7 separate regions of the Mus musculus genome follow, and regions 1, 2, 4, 5, 6 and 7 are each linked to region 3. Evidence: chromatin contacts called from public HiCAR-type, HiChIP or PLAC-seq, Micro-C and promoter capture Hi-C data. All regions are on one chromosome and are shown on one strand. The core of a region is the stretch at or near the end of the contact, and the rest is flanking DNA. Distances in the headings are between cores, read along the strand shown.

Region 1 (2,994 bases), core at 133-2,632, 2.2 Mb after region 3:
TCTTGCCTGTGCTAGAGAAGGCTGGATCTGCTGGAGCCTTCCGTGTGCCAACCCTCTGCAGCCCTGGAACCTTCAAAAAGCGCTCCTTTCACACCTGAGCCAGGTCCTTCCAACTGCAAATAAAGAGGAACCCATGGGACATCGCAGAAGACTCAGGCTCACAGCACAAGTTGAGCCCAAATCACCCTCACACCCCCAAATCCAGCCCCAACTCTACTTCTACCCTGACCCCAAGAGACTACTCAAACTTCTTTCCAGGAGGGTCGTGGAGATTATTCACTTAGACCTACCTGGTTCCTGCAGGCGGCCCTGGGTTCTGTAGATGCAGGTATTCACTCTAACACACCAAACCTCATCAACAAGAAAGTGGTGGCCCAGGGCTGGCAGTGCGCCCGCCCGCAGCCAGAGTTGGAAAGTGGCTCTGGCTCTTTTATCCACAAACAATTTTCCTGCCCATCAGGAAGGAGCTCCTGGGAGGAGGGAAAAGGTGAAGTCAGTGGGGGGATTGGAGCATACACCACCTGCAGTCCTCTCGAGGTCCATCCACATGAGGCCGATACTGCCATCTCACTTTTCAACGGGGGACAAGCTAGTCCAAGGTCAGTCACCAAGTCAGGCTGAGCCAGGACAAGAGCCTAGGTCTCCTGCGTTCTGTTTGAGGGCCGTTCCATACACTGCAGACCCCAGTTTAAAAACCCTACCTCCACCTTGGGTCCCAAGCCTCAAACCTGAGCCCTGGCCATTCACCCTTGGTCTCCCTGCCCAAGAGCCCTACTGCCTCCAGCAAGGGTAAGCTCTAGGTTACAAGGGACCTGGGACAGCCAGAGGGCCTCGTCCACAGTGTCATGACCATTAACTGGGTTACAGAGGTGAGCACTATAGAGTGGGCTGCGGCAGACGCCCCTCTGAGGGGATTGGCATGACTGCAGCTCCTCCCGGAACCTGGGCCCCCTGCGCCCCAGATGCACTGTGTGGGCACGCGTGGGGTGCCGGGCGGGTTACGTAAAGTTCGGCCGCCCCACGTCACTGGGCAGAGTCACGGCCGCGGCTCTGTGACTGGAGCTTGGGCCGCCGGCCAGATCCTCCCTGACCCCTCCCGGGGCGCGCCCGAGTGTCTGCGGGCCGGTGGCCAGGATCAGGGGCTGCACCTGCGCACCGGGGCGCTCGGGGCAGGCGACTCACCAAGCCGCGCGACCCTGTCCCTGCGGCGGGCCGGAGCGCGCGCCGTCCATGCACGGGCGAGCAGACAGAGATCCCACGACGCCGGGAGCGGAGGCAGCGCCCGCTGCACTCTGAGCCGCCGCGACACCGTCTCCCGATGCCGGTGCTGGTGCCGCCGAGGGGAGGGCGGCGGGCGGCGCAGTGCGGCCGGGGCCGGGCAGGACCGCGGGACGGGCCGCCGCCGCCATTGGCTCACGCCGCCGGCCCCCGCCGCTACCCATTGGTCGTCGCGCTGCACCATTGTTGCGTCACGGGCCAGGGGGCGGGACTCTCAGAGGGACCCGCGGAAAACTTCGGAGAAACTTGAGGGCCCCGAGGTGGCGGGGTGGGGAGGGGTGGTGAGAGATGCCGGGCACCGGGCAGAGCTTGGAGGGCGGGACGTGATGGAGGCGGGGCGAGTCCCGGCAGGCTCCTGGAGCTGGATCTGTGCGGTCCTAGACTGCACACAAGAATAGGCTCCCTGGCTTGCGCTTGCGGCTGCTGCAAGAGTCCTGCTCTGGGCTTCCCTTGCTCTGACCCTCACTGACCTTGGGGAAACATCCAGCTGTTACCCCATCTGCGTGTGGGAAGGCCTAGAATAGGACTGAGCCCTTAAACTATTGAACCTTGCTCTGCCCTGCCAACGCCCTGGCATGGCTAGCCTCGGCTCCAATCTCAAAAGAAAGGCATGGATGCATGCGTGTATAAGAGCTGTTTATAGTGCCTATTGTGTCGTCTTCTGGGCTAAACGCTTTCTTTCACTTTGACTTTACCACTAACACAGGAGAAAAGGGGGGGGGGCAGAATTATGATGCCTGCTATGAGGTAGATAGTTATTTAAGTCCAGTGTGAGTTGGCACATATCTTTAATCCCCGCACTCAGAAGGCAGAGGCAGGTGGATCTCTGAACTGAAGGCCAACCTGGTCTAGAAAGCAAGTTCCAAGACAGCCAGGACTACAGAGAAACCCTATCTCAAAACACACACACACAGAGAGATAGAGAGAGAGAGTCGGTTGTCCAAAGAAAGGTACACTTTGGGGCTGTTTTTCACTCAGGCAGAACTGGGAGCATGTTCTAGCCTTCCCATGGCTGACCCTAGAGCCTGAGGGAGCCCCTGACTTCATCAGGGGTGTGGGAGTGCCAAGTCCATTCCAAATGCACAGATGAAAGCTGCCACGCCTGGACCTTGGGACTCTCACCCCACCTTACCAGAGGCAAGGATCCCCCTGATGAAATAGTTCCAAACTCCATTCACAGGCACGGCCAGTTTCTTTTCCACAATGCCCTTAGAGGCTCAGTTAGGGCCAAGGGTTCCTGCAGCCTCCATCCAAGCCCTTCCTCCTGCCTCTGTCCAGCAGACAGCTAGCACCTTCAAAGCAACCTCCCCTCCCCTACCTCAGAGCAAATGTGTATACAGCCTTCAACCCTCTTGGCTCCTCTGTGCCAGCAGGGGCTAAGGGACTTTAAGCTGGAGTCTCTCTCACCTGGCTCCTTTGAGTAGACTTAAGCAGGCATACGTGTACACACACGCACATACACACGTGCACACATGGAGACTTCCTGTTATTCTTCACCTGTATTAGTCAGGGTTCTCTAGAATCACAGAATTTATGCAATGTCTCTATATATTAAGGGAATTTATTATAATGACTTAGTCTGTAGTCCAACTAACCCAACAATGGGCAGCTGTGAATGGGAAGTCCAAGAATCTACGCGGTGTTCAACCTCACTGGGCTAGTTGTTTCAGCTAGTTGAAGGGGAAACTTAAGTGGTCTTTGGAAAGTCATTGTGTC
Region 2 (2,931 bases), core at 90-2,589, 2.7 Mb after region 3:
AAATACTTTTGTGAGACAAGCCTCTTACCTCGGACTGGTTTCACACCCTTTTCTGAGAGTTTCTAAAATATTGCCATTTGAGTTCAGCCAAGCAAAAACTCAATCTTTTCCAATACTGCCAAGTCATGATCCATGGCTCACAGAGGCACTGCCTGAGATCTTTCCACTTTAACGAGGGGGAACCTGGATAAGCACAGAGCCGTAAAAACTGTAGAGCCATGGACTGTGAAATAAAAGCTACAGAAGAGACACAAATCTTTCAGTTCTGCATCTTGTCTTTAGTCTCCCTCACGGACATGGTCAATTAGCTTTACAGAGCTTTTAAGTCATGGGGAAATAACCTTGGATTTGGGCAAAATAAAATTGATCTTTCCATTTTAACCTTGTTACAAATTCTACTGGCGTAGAACAAAGGGCAGCCCTTCTTCCACAACACTGCTCTTTCTCCCCATCCAGGAAACCAGGCAGCTGCTGACTAAGCCAGGCTGCTGCTCTCAGAAGCCCTGGGAAGGTGGAACAGGTATTTCTATATTATTAGTTGGACTCTGGGATGATTTCAACTCTCAGTCGAAACTTTTACCAAAAAAAGAAGTTTTTTTTTTCTTTTAAATAATGGAAGAGTGTCTAGGAAAGAAAAAGTCCGGGCTCCTCTTCCGAACATAAATTGTTAGTAAATAAAACACTGTTGCCTCCTCGGGTGCACCTGCAGGGAGTCACAGTCACCAACCAGCCTGGCCTTTACAGACCGGGCTGGGCTGGACGGGGTGGCCCTACGTGGCGACTGAGCCCCGAGGCGGGGGGATGGCCAAACCTCGAGGCACAGCCGGACCTGACTGGGGTCGAGACCACCCTAAGTTGCGCGGGGACCCAAGCTACACAAAAAAAGGTTTCTATCGTGGGAAACCTCAGAGCCACAACCGCGGAGTCTCGGCTCGGCGGCGGCTTGGCTCCCCGAGCTCAGGGAGAGGCACCATATGGGATGACAGGCACGGGCCAGGCAGCAGGAAGGGTGGTGGGAAAGAGGCAAGGGGAGCCGCAGTGTCGGGAGCCTCCTGGCGCGGTCCAGATGAGCAGTTAGATCACGCGTGGCCCACAGAGAAGCACCGTGGACATAGCCGGCCCGGCCCCGCCCCGAGAGAGGACTAGGCAGGCGCCATAGTGCCTGAACGCATAAACTCAGAGCGAGCCGGGCTATCGCGAGACCGCGAAGGCCTCTGGGAAGGACGGAGTTGGGGGGGGGAAGGGAAGGGAAGGAAGCTGGGACAGGCAGGAGGCGGGCCGAGACCACGAGTGGAGCCCCAGGAAGTGGAGGGCGGAGAAGCGTGAGATCGACGTGCATGCGAGCCAATGACAAGAGAAGTTGGGAGGGCCTGCGGCCAATAAGCGGTGGCTGCCCGGTACAAGGGGCGGGCTCCGGGGCCGAGGGTAGCTTGAGCGCGGCGGCGGCGTTGTTCAGTCAGAGCGAGAACATTCCAGAGGTGAGTCCGCGGGGGGCGGTGGCCCGCGCCCCTGCCCTGCGCTCCCGCCCCTCCACCCCGCGGGCCGCCGGCGGGGGCAGGCGCCGCCCGCCGCTCACTGCCTTGTCCCCGCCAGGTCGCCAGGCTCGGCGCTGCTGGTGTGGACGCGGACGTCGCTGGGACAGTCCCTCCCGCTGCTCGGCGGCGGCACCTGCCCAGCCGCCCCTCCGCTCGCCGCCGGCCCCGCCGCTCCGGACCCGGTTTCCAGCGCCTCTTCCTCCCAGTCCCGGGCGAGCCGCGTTGGGTTTATGTCTTTATTTGACGAAAACGGTGAGTCGCGGGCGGCGGGCCATGGCGGCGGCAAGATGGCGGCGCGGCCGCGTGACCCGCCGCGCGTGTGGCGCAGTTTGGGGGGGGCCGGGCCGTGCGGGAGCGCGCCCGCGCGCGCGCCGTGGCTGAGTCAGGCCCGGGGCGCGTTTGTGACTCAGGGAGGCCGCACCTCTGCCCCGCCGGCCGCCGGAAGGGGGAGGCCGGGCGACGGGCTGCGACCGTCGCGTAGCCATGGGGACGAGGGCGAAGGTCGGCCGTGCGCCGAGGGAGCGAGGGGAGGGAGCCCGGGCGCGGCTTCGGCCGTGGTCCTCGTGCTCCGACGGAGCCAATGGCTCCCAGCCTGGACTTGCCGCCCTGAAGCCCCCGGAGTCGCCGAAGCCGCCCCTCGGCGGTTGGCAGGTCCGGCTCGACGTTTCCCGTTTTACCACGATGGCAGCCGGGGGAGGCGCCATCGGCGAAGTTGGTGGCCCCCGGGCCTGAAGTGAGGGAGAGAAAGGGCCCGGATCCCCTTTTCGGCAGTTACAACGCTGTCGCTCGGCCGGGGCAACCCATGACTCGCCGGTGGCCTTTGATGTGACAATCTCCCGGCGGCTGAGGGAGCAGGGTTTGTGTTCCGTGTTGTCCTCCTCGTTTCGAGCAGTTTCCCTGCCAGTCACAACCCGTGTCAAAATGGTGGCCTCCTGGGTTCCTGGAGTTGTGCTTTGTTACATGGGGATGTCAGCTGTTTTCTCACAAGGACTCGGGCTGTTAGAGCTCGGAGTGTTAGTTGTGTGAGGGACTCGGGGACGGGAAGTTGTCCCGGGGAGGAGTGATGCTAAACCTGTAGGGTTGTTGTGTGTTTTCTCCTTTTCTCTTTCAGAGCTGTTGCGCAGCCATTGGTACCTGTATTGGGGAAACATAGCATACAAGCAAGAAGCTTACAGCCTCAGTGGCGAAAATTTTTTCATGTCAGAGACCGAGAACTCTTGCAGTCGTTTATGTCATCCCTTCTTCTCCAGACAGAAGATACCAAAAAGTTGCAATCAAAGATCTCTTCATCTTATTGATAAAGTCACTAATAAGCCAAAATGTCTGTCAACGTCAACCGCAGCGTGTCAGACCAGTTCTATCGCTACAAGATGCCCCGTTTGATTGCTAAGGTAAT
Region 3 (2,816 bases), core at 162-2,661:
TTTAAACCACACCTGGTCTATCGAAAGGAAGCACAGAAGAAACACTTCACTACAATGTATCTTAAGCAATTTGATGATTTGAACAAGGAAAACCTAAGCTGTTACTTATAATAGGGAAATCACAAAAGACATGGAATTTTCAAAGAGCTAAATGCAAAGACTATTTAAAAGGAATATTTTTAAATAGTCCTTTTCGGCAAAAGGAATGTTTATGAGCGAGGAATAGGCGAAGCCTGTGTCAAGTTATTCAAAGATAGAAGGGAGTTTTCAGAAAGCTACAATAGTGGAGTCGCTCGACAGGAGCAGCCAGACCCTTCGTTCCAACAGGCACCCAACGGCTGGGTCTCCGGTTTCCGCGGGTCATAAAAGAATAACGGACACACTTCCAACGGTGAACCCTAGGCTGCGCGCGCCGCTTCCGCTTGCCGCGGTCGCCTTCGCGCGCCGCCCACCGGCACGCGACCAAAGAGCCCGTGGCAGCACACGGTCGGCTACGCCGTCCGTGCCGCTACCGCACGAGACCCCGAGTAACGAGTAAAGGCAAAACGAACGGGAAACCAAAAATCAAGCACAGGCGTTTCTCGTCAGAGCAGACTTTATTGCGGCCACGCGGCCGCCGGTCGCACGCCCCGCCGGCAGCACGCCAGCCCCAGGCGCGCGCCCCCCTTCACCCCAGCTCGTTACCGTGCGCCTGGGTCGCGCGGAAAGTTCGCCGGCTCCCGAGGCGTAAGGCGCAGCGCCGACGCCCCACTCCTGTCAGCGACTGGGGCCCCGGAGCGGCACTTTTGTCACTGTTGCACCGCGGACGCCGGGGTTCGCGCGACGCCGAGCGCCGTAAGGCGACGGCGGCGCGGAGCTGACGTCACGCGCCGGGGGGGCCAGCCAGCGCGCGTGCGGGCCGCCACGCCCCCTACCCCAGCGGGGGCCCCCCCAATCGGGAGGACCCTGGTTGGGAGTAGGCGGGGCCCCGGCGCCTCGAGGGGCCCTGCGATTGGTAGCGAGGGAGGAGCGAGAGCCGGAACAGCGAGTGGGGAATCGGGGACGGGGCGGGGCCGAGAGCCCCGCGGAAGTCTCGCGAGGCCGAGCCGGAGCAGAGTGTGGCGGCGGCGGCGGCGGCGAGATCTGGGCTCGGGGTTGAGGAGTTGGTATTTGTGTGGAAGGAGGCGGAGGCGCAGGAGGCAGGGGGCAGCGTAACGCCGGCCCGGAGGGCGGGAGGAGGCGCGGCCACAGCCAGGGCAGGCAGCCGAGGCGAGGCGAAGGCAGGCGGGGAAGCAGGACAGGCAGCGGCCGAGCGAGCGAGCGAGCCAGCGCGGGGCGCACCGATCTCGGGAGGCGGGGAAGCCCCGCGGCCGCCGCGCCCGCCCCTTCCCCCGCCGCCCGCCCCCTCTCCCCCCGCCCGCCCGCTGCCTTCCTCCCTCTGCCTTCCTTCCCCACGGCCGGCCGCCTCCTCGCCCGCCCGCCCTCCCTCCCGCAGCCCAGGAGCCGAGGCCGCCTGCCGCGGCGGCCGTGGCGGCGGAGCCCTCAGCCATGGCCTCGGGCGACACCCTCTACATCGCCACGGACGGCTCGGAGATGCCGGCCGAGATCGTGGAGCTGCATGAGATCGAGGTGGAGACCATCCCGGTGGAGACCATCGAGACCACGGTGGTGGGCGAGGAGGAGGAGGAGGACGACGACGACGAGGACGGCGGCGGCGGCGACCACGGCGGCGGCGGGGGCGGCCACGGGCACGCCGGCCACCACCATCACCACCACCACCACCACCACCACCACCCGCCCATGATCGCGCTGCAGCCGCTGGTGACGGACGACCCGACCCAAGTGCACCACCACCAGGAGGTGATCCTGGTGCAGACGCGCGAGGAGGTGGTCGGCGGGGACGACTCGGACGGGCTGCGCGCCGAGGACGGCTTCGAGGACCAGATCCTCATCCCGGTGCCCGCGCCGGCCGGCGGCGACGACGACTACATAGAGCAGACGCTGGTCACCGTGGCGGCGGCCGGCAAGAGCGGCGGCGGGGCCTCGTCGGGCGGCGGTCGCGTGAAGAAGGGCGGCGGCAAGAAGAGCGGCAAGAAGAGTTACCTGGGCGGCGGGGCCGGCGCGGCGGGCGGCGGCGGCGCCGACCCGGGGAATAAGAAGTGGGAGCAGAAGCAGGTGCAGATCAAGACCCTGGAGGGCGAGTTCTCGGTCACCATGTGGTCCTCGGGTGAGTGCAGGCGGCGCGCCGCCGCTCGGGATGTTTTTGTTTTGAAGGGAAGCCATGTTTTATGTGTGTGATGGGCGCCGCCATCTTCTCCGCCCGGGCAAGTATGGCGGCCCCAAAAGATGGCGGGGGCGGCGGGCCGCGAAGATGGCGGCGCGGGGGAGGGGCGGCGCCCGGCTAGGCCGCAATGGCGTAGTTTGTGCGAGCGGAAGCGGGCTGGGGCGGCGGGCGGGGAGGGAGGGGCCAGCGCCCCTCCACGCCCGAGCCAACGGACGTGCGGCGGGGCCGGTTGAGGGCGCCGCCCCGCGCCGGACCACCCGCCGGGCGTTGACAGGGCCGTGGCGCAGGGCGGACGCGCGCCGCTCCCCCGCCGTCCCCCGGGGGCTGTCGGGGCCCCGCCCCGCTCGGCTCCGCTCAGCTCGGCCCCCTCGGACGCGAAGCGTCTCCCCGAAGCCCTTCCCGGAGCGGGCGGCGCATAGCCCCGCCGCAGCTGCCCCGCGGTCACGCTGGCCCAGGCCGTCGCCGCTGCGGGGCGGGACTTGGGTGGCACGTAGGGCGCTCGTGTGCGGGTTCGGCGGCCGTTGGAACCTGTCACCCGCGCTGCCAACGCGCT
Region 4 (2,799 bases), core at 133-2,632, 2.3 Mb after region 3:
TGTCTCCTAAGTAGGAGTGTGGGCGTACCAGGTTGTCCTTGAGTTTGTGACAGTTTCTGTTTCAGTCTTTCAAGTGCTAAGAGACAGTTTCACTATATAGCCATGGCTGGCCTGGGACTCATTCTGTAGGGCTTGCCAGCCTCAGGTCTAGCTGCCCTTCTCCCATGTGCTGCTGTTAAAGATGGATACATACTCTTTTGTTTGTTTGTTTTTTTCGAGACAGGGTTTCTCTGTGTAGCCCTGGCTGTCCTGGAACTCACTCTGTAACCCAGGCTGGCCTCGAACTCAGAAATCCACGTGCCTCTGCCTCCCCAGTGCTGGGATTAAAGGCGTGTGCCACCACGCCCAGCAAAATGGATACTCTTTAAACCTTAAAGATGTTTCTGGCTGACATAGATTTACTAACTTTTGAAACATGGTCCTTTGTATTTTATTTTGCATTTTTCAAATTATTGTATTTCTAAGATTGGGTATCTTTTTTACTTCAAAGCTTTTCTTTACATGTGTGTGTGTTTTCCCTGCGTGTGTATTACCATGCTGTGTGGGTGCCCATGGGGGCCAGAAGAGGACACCAGATACAGCTGTAGCTGGAGTTACAGATGGTTGTGACCAACCCCGTGGGCCCTGGAGACCTGGGGCCTCCGCAGTGGGTGCTCTCAGCTGTGGACCCGTCTTTATGACCTCTCTTCTAGGTTTTTCTTTCTATTTGCTTTAATCAGTGTAACTTTTGTTTTTTCATTTTTATTTGTGTGTGTGTGTGTGTGTGTGTGTGTGTGTGTGTGAGAGAGAGAGAGAGAGAGAGAGAGAGAGAGGGAGGGAGAGAGAGAAAGAAAGAAAGAAAGACAGACAGACAGACAGACAGAAAGACTGTAGAGAAAAAAAAAAAAGAGGCCAGGCGTGGTGGCTCACACCTTTAATCCCAGCACTTGGGAGGCAGAGGCAGGTGGATTTCTGAGTTCGAGGACAGACTGGTCTATAGAGTGAGTTCCAGGACAGCCTGGGCTACACAGAGAAATCCTGTCAAGTGTAGAGGCAAGAAGACAACTCTGATTCTTCTTGGGTGGGTTCTGGTGTCACATACAGCAAGTTGTTCTACCTGGTGGGCCACCTGACCAACCCACCTTTGCTGTTTTCTGTATATTGGTCATTTTCTTTCATTTTCATTGTGTTGTATGTTTTAATTGATTACATTTTTGGAGACAGGGTCTCATCATGTAGCCCTGGCTGGCATAGGCTGGCTTTGAACTCACAGAGATCTGCTTCCTGTCTCCTGAGTGTTTGGATTGAAGGTGTGAGGCACTGTGCCAAACTTGTATGTTATGTTTTGAAACAGGCTTGTGCTGTATTGTATTGGCAGACTGGGAACCAGCTGCGTAGCCCAGGCTGGCTGGTGACAGTTCTCCTTTGCCTCCTAGTATTGTTCTATGTATGTGCGAGCCACTGTGACCTTCTTTGGTGGCTCTTTTTAAAAAGTAATATCTTAAATCTAGACTAAGCTGACTGTGAACCTATCCTCTTGCCTCAAGAGCTGGATTTCTAAGGTATGCCGCCATTATGAATATGCCAGTGTCTCCCCCACACCCATCTTAACAGTTTAAGTTCATGTATTTGGTTATTAATCTCCTGTTAGTATTGTATATATAGCTTTTGTTTTCAATATTGAGCATTTTAAAGTTTATAAAGTTATGTATTTGATTATTAGTTTTTTATTAGAGTTACATATATAGTTTTTGTTTTTAATATTGACTGTAGGGGAAGGATTTTAATTTCTTTGATTAGGAAGGAATAAATATTTCTTGATTGGGGTTTGTACTCAAAAGACTGGTGTTGGTGCATAGCCCCTGTAAATATGTCACTGTAGACTCCCCGTTTCTGAGGTTCATATCTCCAAGAATTGAGACTTTTGGGTATTTTCAGAGCTAATCCTCTTCGGCTTATGTTGGTTGCTATTAACTGGTTGGCCCAGATTACTGTGCCAGATGCGAAGTTCTGGTCTAGTGCCTGCCTAGCAAGCAGTTACAGTAGCTCATTAATGGTTAAAGTGAAGGCTTTTCTGGAATTGCCAGCTATTTTCTCAGAAGGGGTTAAAGTGCTGTGAGTTTAACTAAATCCAGCTGCCTTGGGCATTTGCCACTGGTATGTAAGAGAAGGGGAGTGTGTGGCTCAGGAGATAGAACTTGAACAGGAGATTGCCAAGAGTGACCTGGCATTGCCAGATCAGTTAGTATTTATTTATTCCAGGATTGTTTGAACACCATTAGATTACTTAACCCTTCCCAAAGTTACACCAGGGAAAGTTATTGTCTTCATTTCCTGTATTCAGATACCCAAATACTAAGTAATTTAGTTAAGTTATGGTTTAGTCTGAAAATATTCAGTACCTTATTAACCCAGTCTTAAATTGTCATTAGCTTTAAGAGACTTCATTAAGAATGGGGTAGGGCCTAACCCTCATCCTATCTCTTTAATCCCACCACTCGGGAGGCAGAGAGAGGCAGGTGGATCTCTGAGTTCCAGGACAGTTAGGGCTATACATAGACATCCTGTCTCAAGAAAAACAAAAAACAAAAAGGGAGGGAAGAGCTTATTAGCAACATAATCATTAACAGAAAGAATTTAGACCAGTGTTAATCCAGAAACATCTTTAAGGAAAACATTTGGCAGCAGTGTTTGGCTGCATCCATAGATTAGTTCTGTCCTTGTGACCTAAATGGCTGGACTGTATGTATGTATGTATGTATGTATGTATGTATGTGACAGGGTTTCTCTGTAACCCTGGCTGCATGGAACTTACTCTAT
Region 5 (3,028 bases), core at 307-2,806, 2.1 Mb after region 3:
ACTTATCTGTAAGTTGCAATAAATATATTTGCAATAGTTAAATGCAAAAAGGGAAGTCATTGTCCTGGTTACTTTTGTGGTTAACTTGGTCAACCTGGGAAGAGAGAACCACAGTGTAACAACTGTTCGTGAGGATGTCTGCATGGTGAATGATGTACAAGGGCCTAACTCTCTGTGGTGCCGCAGCCCTTGGGCAATTGGTCCTGGGCTGTGTAAGAAACGATCTGAGGGGCTGGAGATGGCTCTGCGGACCTAGCACCCAAAAGAGGCTTACAATCAGCTGAGATTCCTATTCCAGAAGATACCATGTCCTCTTCTGGCCCCTGTGGATACAGCTGACACATGGTACGTTTACATAAATGTAGGTATTATACACGGAGAAGAAAATCCTAGGAAAAAGCAAGCCAGTAAGCAGCTATTCTTCATGGCTCCTGCCTCTGGTTCTGCTTGGGTTCCTACCGAGTTCCTTCATAGATGGATTGGGACCTGGAAGGGTAAGACAAATAAACCCTTTCCTTCCCAAGATGCTTTTTGGTGACGGTATTTTACCATGGCAACAGGAAGCAAGTTGAACAGTTATTTCCATCAAGAAGTCTTCCTGGACTCTCCCCCCCCAACCCCCGCCGCCGCCGCCCCCACTTCCACCCCTGGTTGCATTACGAGTCACTGCAGTAGACATATTATCTCCTATTCGTTGGCTGTCATCACATCCCCTAGTGAGTCAATTTCTTCTATTTCTTAATTCTATTTTCTCCGCAGGACTGAGTTCAACCACAGTAGGAGTTATGTCTTGTTCCCTCCCATAACTTGCACACACAGCTGATTGAGAATCAAACGGGCTCCATGGAGGAACTGCTCTCACCTCCTGCATTACATTCGTCCTTCTTCGGTAGGGGTCCCTAAGGGTGAGGATCACGGCTGACTAAGTTTGCCGGACCCACTTAGGAACCAAAAGCACAGCTCTGACTTCTAGACACTCAGAGACAAATGGGGAGATGTCAGTAATGTGAGTCGCAGGGCAGCTGGTAGAGAGAGAGGCACAGCAGTTTAGCTGCTTACCTCTTGTAAGCTACCAAAGCAAAACGGGACTCAGCAAGCCATACGCTAACGCACTGACCCATGCGACACGAACCGACAGAGACAGCCTTTATTACACACTGCAAGCTCCACGGCCCGTCTTACTGAATGCCGGAGTTTAGGGAAGGGTTCTCCGAGGGGCTGGCACGTCAGGCTTGGCTCCAATGTGCTCAGGGATGCTCTGAGCGTCACACCACTGACACTTCACGCACATCACCGCACTCAGACGACACTCACACCGTAATGAACAAGGCTCCCGGCAGCCCACGAGGTCCAGGCGCGCCCTGCATGTCACGTCGCGCGCGGACTCATGACCTCCCCCACCCACCCTCCCACCCCTCATGACCACGTCCACGACCTGCAGCCCCCACAACTAGGGAAACACAGCACTGTCACGCACCTTCCATGCGGCGGCCCACAGGTAGATTCCTGAGAAGACCCAAAAACCCGCCTGCGAACTGAGGAAGTGACGTCACTTCCGTCCTTGGGCCCGCCCACACTTGTGGCTCTGCCGCTCTAGCCCTCCGCGGAGTCACTGCTACTCTCTGAGGCCTAACCCGTTGCCTAGGCAACAGGCTCCCAGCAGCCCCTGCGGCCCGGAGTCCATCCCGCCTCCTCCGGGTTGGCGGGGCTGAGGTGTCCTGAGGGGCTGCCGCGGGAGGTGAGTTCGGGAGCGCGCGGGCGGGTGCCGGACGCCTCCGACGTCCCCGACGCCGCCCCTCGCCTTTCCTCCCCCTGGCAGAGCCGCCTTCCCCTGTCTCAGCCCCTCAGCGTCTCCACAGCCGCGTCGCCGTCCCCCTGGCAGCCGCCGCACGCGGCGCATCTGTCAGCCGGAGTCTGTGCAGAGCACCGGGCGTCGCAGCGTTCGCACACCGCCCCGGGCCGCCCTGGCGTCCCGGCTCCCCTCGCTCCTCCCCTCCTGCCCCACCCTGCATCCCTCTCGCGGCCGGCTCCAGGCTCCTCAGCCTGGAGATTGACATTGCGTTCTGTTCTGTCCCCCCGATCCTCAGCTGGATCCCTTACATTGCCGCTGGCTTGGCCGCCCAGTAGGAGTTGAGTAAGGGTTGGTTAAATGGATACCGAATGCCTCCCGGTGTGGCCCCCGAGGCGGAATGGACAGTGAATGGGGTGACCCTGGGTCAGACTCGGGGTCAGGTCATTGCGCTTCCCCTTCCTACCCGTTTACTGGAGCAAGTGTCAACTTCCTAGCTTCAGTTTCGTCATCCGTAAAATGATAAGTTTTTATCTTGGGATAGTGGAGGATTAAATGGGTCAGTGCATGCATGCACAGCCGACCGTCCAGGGTCTGACTGAATATGATCAAGGTTAGTCTCTGCTGTCACCCACACGGCTCTGTGGGCTTCGCTGCTTTTTCCTCTAGTCCCTTAAGTCTCTGGTTTCCCATTTCTTTCCATCTCCGTCTTTACTTTTCTTTCCTACCCTTTGTGCTTCCTTTCTTTCTCACCGATATTCAGGTATTTTTCTGTTCCATTTGTTGGCAGCATGTGAGGTGTATCGTTTTGTCGTTGACTGGAATGATCATTTGCAGCCAAGGTTTTGAAAACTTTTGGAGCAGGGAGTTGTGGGAAATCAGGTCCTAGGTATGAAGTTGCTCTAGTCTCTTATCGCCAGAGAGTCCTTGTCTTCGAAGCTGTTACACTTTTTGTACCTACTCGCACCCAGCTGTAATGCTGATATACCTGTGATCATTTTGTTTGTTTTTGCAACCTGACTTACAGCCCGTGTTTGTTCATTCATTGAGTGTTTACTAGACTTCCCTCATGCCAGTTGCTGGGCCAGGCCCTAGGGGTGTATGCTTACACTTCACACCTAGTCACTCCCTCAGGAAGGTTGGAGTCTAGCTCTTGAGATTTCAAACCTGAGAATCCCGTCTGGTTTGGGAATCATGGATGGGTAAAATGAAATAAAGTCCTTCAGGGGTTCACTCCCC
Region 6 (2,906 bases), core at 303-2,802, 2.4 Mb after region 3:
AGGGCTCGGGGTGGGGGAGCAGCAGCTGGTCTCACCCGTAGAGAGCTCCACGCGGCTGGACTCTACCCACTCATTCTGAAGAAGGCTTACTAGTGCTTTGGCAGAGAATAAAAGGAGCCACGCAGCCATAGGAAGCCCCACGCACAGGTCTTTGTACCTTCTGCCTGGTGGCTTATTTGAAAAGAGTCCAAATAGTGCAGCCTAGAGAAGGAAGCCTTTCTGGATTTGGGCAGTTTTCCTTGTGCCGTGAAAGGCGTGTGAGAAAGGTGCCCTGGACAGGGCTGGGGTCGAACAGTAGAGGTCTGAGAACACGGTTAAAGAAGGCAGGGGCACTCTGAGCATTCCGGGCCATTAAAGACACCCACGAGGGGAAAGGGGCTAATAGTGAGCTCCAGGGTCCTCATAGATGGGACTGTCGTTCTAGCACTGTTGCCTTGGGGAACCCTGGATCTGACCTGACTCTGAACTCAGAACTGTGGCCTGTGGCCCAGATGAGGGCGCCACTGGCCTAGCTGAGCCTGGCTAGCAAGGCCTATGTGGGCTCTCGAACAGGCACCTGTTGGGCTACTGCATTCAGAGATGTCCTGTCAGACTATCCAGGCTTCTAGAACATTCCATGAGGTAAGCTGGACAGAAGATGCTGGACTTCCTGCGCAGCCTGGTCACACTGGTCTCCGTTCCAGCCTAGGATCCGACAAACTTTATTGAGAAGGGATGTGTGAGCTTCCAGATGACTTGGAAACAATCATGGCCTCTTTGCTCAAGTGTCTGAACTTTGTAAGGATAGACCCCCATTTGCTCCCATCTTGCCATGGCAGTAGGGACATCTGGTGGGGCCCTGTGACCATGAGACAGCAAGATGAAGCTGCTGGAGAAATGGGTGTCCCTGGCTTAGAGAAGTACCCAGGACAAATTGGCCACCCTGTCCACACAGGGCAGATCCACTTCGGGTGGGTATGTAGGGAGCCGAGGAGGACTCTGCTAAACCCCTAGAGCTGGGTCAGATGGTACCAGACCCGCCTGTGAGCATACGAGGGGCATGTGTGAGGGTGGCATGGCTGTGTGCTAATGTGGACTGTGAGACCTGCCCGCCTGCCTGTGAACTCTGTCGGTGAAGATGTGTGTTCTTGGACAGGAGACACTAGGAACGAACTCTGCACGCGTGTCAATGGGCGCCCGCGAGTGAGTGTCTTCTACAGGTGCAAGGACCTGAGTGCCCGAGTAGGCGAGACTGTTGGGCCGCCCGTCGAGGTGGCAAGGCGAGGAACCTTCCTTGCTTCCCCTCCGCTCGACTGGCTTTTTGACCCGGAAAGACCGGGACGCGGGCGGGGCGCGAGGGCGCGCGCGCGCGCGCGGAGGGGCCAGGGCCCTGAGGGCCTGGGGCGCGCGCCGCCGTTGCTAAGGCCGGCGGCGAGCGCGGGGCCGAGGGTCCCTAGCAACGGGCGCGGGCGCGCGCCAGCCGAAGGGGATGAGGGGGGGGGCGGGGAGGCGCGCGCGGGCGGCGGGGGCGGGCGCGCTGGGGCGCGCGCCCAGGCGGCCCGCGGGGATTTCCAGCGCGCGAGAGGAAGTGCCAGCGCGAGGGTGCGTGAGGCGGCGCGGCCGGCGGCCGCCGCGTGCGCGAGCCGGGTTGCAGCCCAGCAGGGACTTTCCAGCCGGCGGCGGCGGCGGCGGCCGCCGGCCCTTCCCCGCCCCCCGACATGGGGCTGCCCGGGGAGCTGGACGCTGCAGAAGGCGGCGGAGGATGCGCGCGGCGCCCCTGAGCCGGCCGAACGGGCGGGCCTCGGGGTAAGGTCGCGGGCCGGGGGCGGCGGGCGGCGGGGCGGCGGGCGGCTCCATCCCGGCGGCGGCCCCGGGCCCGGCGGGTCCTTCGCTGCCAGGCCCGGCCGCCTCACCGTCTGCGGTGCGGCCCGCCCGCCGCCCCAACTTTGGAAACTTTGTGTGTGCGGCCAGCTCCGGGCCCGAGGCGCCGGCGCTCCGGGCAGACGGGGCAGGCAGGCCTCGAGCCCTGGGTGCCCGCCCCGAGGGGTGCCGAGCCGTCAGCATCTCCGAGGCCCGGGGCTTTGGCGCGGTGCGGAGCGGCGGAGACAGGGTGCCCGCATAGATGAGCGTGCTCGCCCTGGCTGGTGGAGGTGGGTTTTTGAGCCATTATTTAAAAGTTTATACTGAGTCATTGCTCTGCAGATGAATGACTGATTCATAGTCGGAGAGCTGCAGAGAGGCTGGAAGGCAGGCGGTTCTGGGATCCAGCTGGGGCCGAATGCACACCTTCCACCTTCGATTAACACCAAAGGTCAGAGTGGGCTCCCCACGGGCGAGCCATTAAAACGATCCTTGCCGCGGGGCTTGCAGGTTTTGGAGGCGCCAGGCTATGGCTCATGTACGTTTCGCCACGTTTCTACACTGTCATCACCACCGGTTGGGGACCCGGGTATCAGGATTAGACCTTTAGAGAGAATTCTGCGTGGACAATTCTTTACCTTTAATTTAAAACGGCAACAACATGCAAATGGGTGAAGTGTTGTGGACGTGCTCTGAAATCGAAGAAGCATTCAGATTAATGATCGGTTGAAGGAACTGATTTTATTTTCACGGCTTTTGTACTGAGCTTTGACTCAGTTTTGAGAATGAAATAGAAGGGTGTGTGTGTGTGTTACGTACACACATTTGTAAGTATGCTCTTTTTTTGTGGAGTCTTAAAGGGTTTATCGAGTGTTGTATTGTCATCTTAATTTACATTCACAGCATACAACTGAAGAGGAGCCATAATTTTTTTTTTTTTGGTAGCATTTCTGTGACTAGATACACAAGTGAAATCTTTAGAAATGCTGTTTTGTATTGTGTGTAAAATGCTTATATGTAGAAATTGTTCAGGGGAACCCTCAGTCAGCTCTTAAAACCTTCTGGTG
Region 7 (2,982 bases), core at 437-2,936, 2.6 Mb after region 3:
TGCTCTCAAGCAGCTGCAGCAACATCTCACGGAATAGCAACCAGGCAGAAGCCCTCTAAAACTGAGGGACAATGAAGTTCTACACACAGCTCTAGATTTCGGTTAGAGGAGGAGGCCTGCATGTGGAACACATTTGTTTCCTCCTGTAAATATCAACCTTATCTGTCCGGAAGATTAGAAATGACTGGTTCAAACTGCACAGTCTTAGCCCAATGACGAAAGCAACCAAGGACAAGATTTACAGAGCTGGACCTGAACCTAAATCACACTTCCTCCTCCTTAGTCCTTGTGAGGGAACTGAGGGTCTTAAGGGGAAATTACTGTCCGGGTTGGTTGAAACCTTACACTGTAGCCTGTCTTGAGAACTGTCAATGAATGACTTAATCAAGCATTCGTCCTAATAAAGCACAATAGATCATCCGATCTATGATTACTGCATTAGATCCCTAGATGAACCGAATACCCAAGATCAGATGTATAAGTTTTTAAGTGACAGTTCTAGCTGTCACACACACCCCGAAATATCACCAGTCTGACACGGTTACAATTAGGGAGTCGGGGGTTGGGGGTGTTGGGGGAGGGTTCTTGTATTTTATATAAAACCTTTAACAGTTAAAAACTGCTCGGACGTGCTAAAAGAAAGGGATATTCAAGCCGTGGACATCAAGGGGAGGTGGACAGGCTGTCACCTGGGTGGAGTCCTAGGGGCTGGGCTGTGGAACGAAGCCTTCGGAAGGCCCACCGAGCAGGGGCGGGTGGTGAGGAGGTGCAAAAGGCACAGAGGCTGCCCTCCCACCCGGTAGAGTCTAGGGCTAGGAGGGGTAGCTCCAGGCTCGACTCTGGACCCCAAAGGCTAGTCCGGGGCGGGGGCAGGGCGGATATCCCAGGGAGCGCTGCAGGAAATGATATCCAGACTGGGAGGGTGGGTCTAGGAAGCGGCCAGGGCGATGGCCGGGAGTGGGGGGAGTGCAAACGGAGGATGTGGCTCCGGAGCGCAGAACCAGGGAGGCCCGGCGCGGGTGCGAGCAGTGAGAGGCGCAGGGGGGCGAGCGGCACCTTACTCACCCCACTCGAGGAACTCCGCCACATACTTGTCGCGGCGCAGCGCCGAGTGGCTGCACTCGGTGTAAAGGCACACCAGCACGTCCAGCAGCGTCTCCACGCTCAGGGCGCTATCGTTGCGCCACGGCCCGTCCAGGAGCAGCTGCTCCAGCTTCTTGAGCCGCACCTTGGCCGACATGGTGCCGCGCGGCCCGCTCCCCACGCGCCGGCCTCTCTCCGTCCGTGCGCCCCGGCGTCAGAGCCAGCACTCCCCGGCCCGGCGGCCGCGCACCCCGGCGTCCAGTAGCCGCACAGTCCTTGTCGTCGCAGCCCGGCCTAGGCCGACATCTTGGGCTCCGTCCCGGCGGCACCGAGTCTGGGGCACCGGGCCCCGCGGGTCCATGGGCCGGTCTCCTCCCCTAGGCGCCGCCCGCACGCCGTCCCCGCCCTCGGCGCCTGGCCGCGCCCTCGCGCGCGCCGTCACCGACCCGGACCGCGGCGGAGCCCAGCACCGCGTACACCCGGCCGGCGCCCGAGCCCCGACCTCAGCCCGGCCAGCCGCCCAGCCCGCGACCTGCAAGCCAACCAGGGCGCGGCCAGCGCGGCGCAGCCAACCACCGCGGGGCCGATCGCCGCCGCGCTGACCTCAGCGCGACGCCCCGCCCTCGGCCCGCGGCGATCCTCCGCTCTTTGGGCCTCGCGGTTCGCCGTAGGGACGGTGTGGGGCGGGGTACCCAGTGCGAAACCGAGATTGCGGGTGGCGCACGCGCACAGGAGCGCGGGCGGGGCGCCCAGCCGCGCTGTGTGCGCCCTGGGTCCCATAGTTCGGCTCTGTTCCCGATCCTCGGGACCGACCCTCGTGGCCTAGCGAGGCAGCTGTCCGGCGCGACCCCCGGGTCATTACTGCTGGGTTTCGGTTGAGCTCGTCTGAGCTGTGAACCGACAGTGCTCTGGGTCCCAGTGCGCACGGGAGACGCGGGCGGGGCACCTGCCGGGAGGCTCCGGGGTCCGCTGGACGCGCGCTCCCCACTGGGCACGCGCCGCTGGGGATGCGCAGTGCCCTGTCTCATCGGTTCAGAGTCTACCCCGTGACTGATTATTAGGGTGTCGACCTGGTGGGGAGTAGACTGTTGTCTCCAGGCGAGTCGCCGCTTTCACTCAGTTGGACGGCTCAGAAGGTTGATGTAAAACATCCCTTATGACATCCCCAACCTCCGCAGAGGAGGAGCCCTTTGTGGACCCCAAGGTTGCTTCAAAAGAATGGGGGCTTGTGGTGCAGCAGAGGCGGGGCAGGTGGGGTTTGGAAGCCGGAAGCTGAGAGGAGCCTGAGGCAAAGCGCAGGGTGGAAAGCCGAATGGCGACTCCAGCAGGAAGCGACTGAAGAGTCCCTGCCTGCTGGGAATGATGTATGACTTGGTTGGGGTTACGAAGCACACACATAAGCCTCCAAACTGCCCTCAAAATTCACGCGCGTCAGTATGTGTGTGTATCTAACTTAGTTTTTAAGACGCAGGCAAAATAGCCCGGTATTGTAGGTTGGATAGAGCGAACCCTTGTCAGATCTTTATTATTGTGAAGGAATCTATACACATATAAAGTATATTCACGAGTTACTGCATGTGTGTGATGCCCAGTTGTTTAAACTTAAAAATTAAAGCCCAAGAGAATCATCCTACCCAAAACTAAAGTCTGAGCAGCCAACTGCATTTTTTTTTCCTTGACAGCCCTCTTGCTTTTTCTTTGTCCCGTAAGCTTGCCCACGAGAGTGTCTTCTTTGGCTGGCCCTGTCACACTTCCAGCCACTCCCAACGGACAACTCTGAGTCCCTTCTCTGATTGCATGCTGCTGGACTATTTAATCCCTCCAAATTAGGACTTTGCCCTTGCACCCCGGTACCAGTCTGAGGTGCCCAACCCAACTGCCTTCAGTGCGTCTGCTCAT

The links. Promoter capture Hi-C pulls out the DNA fragments that hold promoters and counts their contacts. A called contact is a pair of places that touch in the nucleus more often than the background predicts. HiCAR-type assays count read pairs that join an accessible place to other places. HiChIP or PLAC-seq counts read pairs in DNA pulled down with a chosen protein or histone mark.
Region 1: a contact with region 3 is called in an H3K27ac HiChIP or PLAC-seq map of extraembryonic endoderm stem cells, with 6 times the contacts expected there. The contact joins the promoter of Ankrd9 here to the promoter of Yy1 in region 3. A contact is called at or near these places in 2 of 115 datasets of contacts at active chromatin or transcription factors (embryonic forebrain and extraembryonic endoderm stem cells).
Region 2: a promoter capture Hi-C map of pre-B cells shows a contact between it and region 3, with 5 times the contacts expected there. The contact joins the promoter of Eif5 here to the promoter of Yy1 in region 3. A contact is called at or near these places in 2 of 39 promoter capture datasets (hippocampal neurons and pre-B cells) and 1 of 115 datasets of contacts at active chromatin or transcription factors (thymic regulatory T cells).
Region 4: a contact with region 3 is called in an H3K27ac HiChIP or PLAC-seq map of large pre-B cells, with 3 times the contacts expected there. The contact joins the enhancer-like site here to the promoter of Yy1 in region 3. A contact is called at or near these places in 4 of 39 promoter capture datasets (the 3T3-L1 cell line, 3T3-L1-derived adipocytes, hippocampal neurons and 1 more), 1 of 484 Hi-C or Micro-C datasets (muscle stem cells) and 1 of 115 datasets of contacts at active chromatin or transcription factors (large pre-B cells).
Region 5: a HiCAR-type map of astrocytes shows a contact between it and region 3, with 6 times the contacts expected there. The contact joins the promoter of Cinp here to the promoter of Yy1 in region 3. A contact is called at or near these places in 3 of 39 promoter capture datasets (cranial neural crest, frontonasal cranial neural crest and hippocampal neurons) and 5 of 115 datasets of contacts at active chromatin or transcription factors (astrocytes, embryonic stem cells, large pre-B cells and 2 more).
Region 6: a contact with region 3 is called in a Micro-C map of embryonic stem cells, with 4 times the contacts expected there. The contact joins the promoter of Traf3 here to the promoter of Yy1 in region 3. A contact is called at or near these places in 1 of 39 promoter capture datasets (pre-B cells), 1 of 484 Hi-C or Micro-C datasets (embryonic stem cells) and 1 of 115 datasets of contacts at active chromatin or transcription factors (embryonic stem cells).
Region 7: a promoter capture Hi-C map of hippocampal neurons shows a contact between it and region 3, with 4 times the contacts expected there. The contact joins the promoter of Cdc42bpb here to the promoter of Yy1 in region 3. A contact is called at or near these places in 3 of 39 promoter capture datasets (3T3-L1-derived adipocytes, cranial neural crest and hippocampal neurons).

What each region holds. Positions count from the first base shown.
Region 1 is chr12:110,977,658-110,980,651 of GRCm38.p6, forward strand. Ankrd9 (ankyrin repeat domain 9) reads right to left here and starts at 1,383. Exons shown (of 3, transcript NM_175207.5): 1 at 1,183-1,383; 2 at 291-470.
Region 2 is chr12:111,536,762-111,539,692 of GRCm38.p6, forward strand. It overlaps Eif5 (eukaryotic translation initiation factor 5), which reads left to right and starts at 1,340. Exons shown (of 12, transcript NM_173363.5): 1 at 1,340-1,478; 2 at 1,594-1,787; 3 at 2,647-2,926. The coding sequence starts at 2,855.
Region 3 is chr12:108,791,886-108,794,701 of GRCm38.p6, forward strand. It overlaps Yy1 (YY1 transcription factor), which reads left to right and starts at 1,412. Exons shown (of 5, transcript NM_009537.4): 1 at 1,412-2,206. The coding sequence starts at 1,528.
Region 4 is chr12:111,048,344-111,051,142 of GRCm38.p6, forward strand. The region is part of intron 2 of Rcor1 (REST corepressor 1); the gene reads left to right. Among named protein-coding and RNA genes, the nearest start is that of Rcor1, 10 kb to the left of the region's middle. Within about 2 kb of position 1,383, at least 16 of the 459 cell types and tissues checked have an H3K27ac peak or open chromatin away from gene starts, as enhancers often do.
Region 5 is chr12:110,887,589-110,890,616 of GRCm38.p6, forward strand. Cinp (cyclin-dependent kinase 2 interacting protein) reads right to left here and starts at 1,557. Exons shown (of 5, transcript NM_026048.4): 1 at 1,478-1,557. The coding sequence starts at 1,484. It overlaps Tecpr2 (tectonin beta-propeller repeat containing 2), which reads left to right and starts at 1,676. Exons shown (of 20, transcript NM_001289510.1): 1 at 1,676-1,738.
Region 6 is chr12:111,164,818-111,167,723 of GRCm38.p6, forward strand. It overlaps Traf3 (TNF receptor-associated factor 3), which reads left to right and starts at 1,553. Exons shown (of 12, transcript NM_011632.3): 1 at 1,553-1,785. The region is part of intron 2 of 4930595D18Rik (RIKEN cDNA 4930595D18 gene); the gene reads right to left.
Region 7 is chr12:111,376,032-111,379,013 of GRCm38.p6, forward strand. It overlaps Cdc42bpb (CDC42 binding protein kinase beta), which reads right to left and starts at 1,687. Exons shown (of 37, transcript NM_183016.2): 1 at 1,066-1,687. The coding sequence starts at 1,240.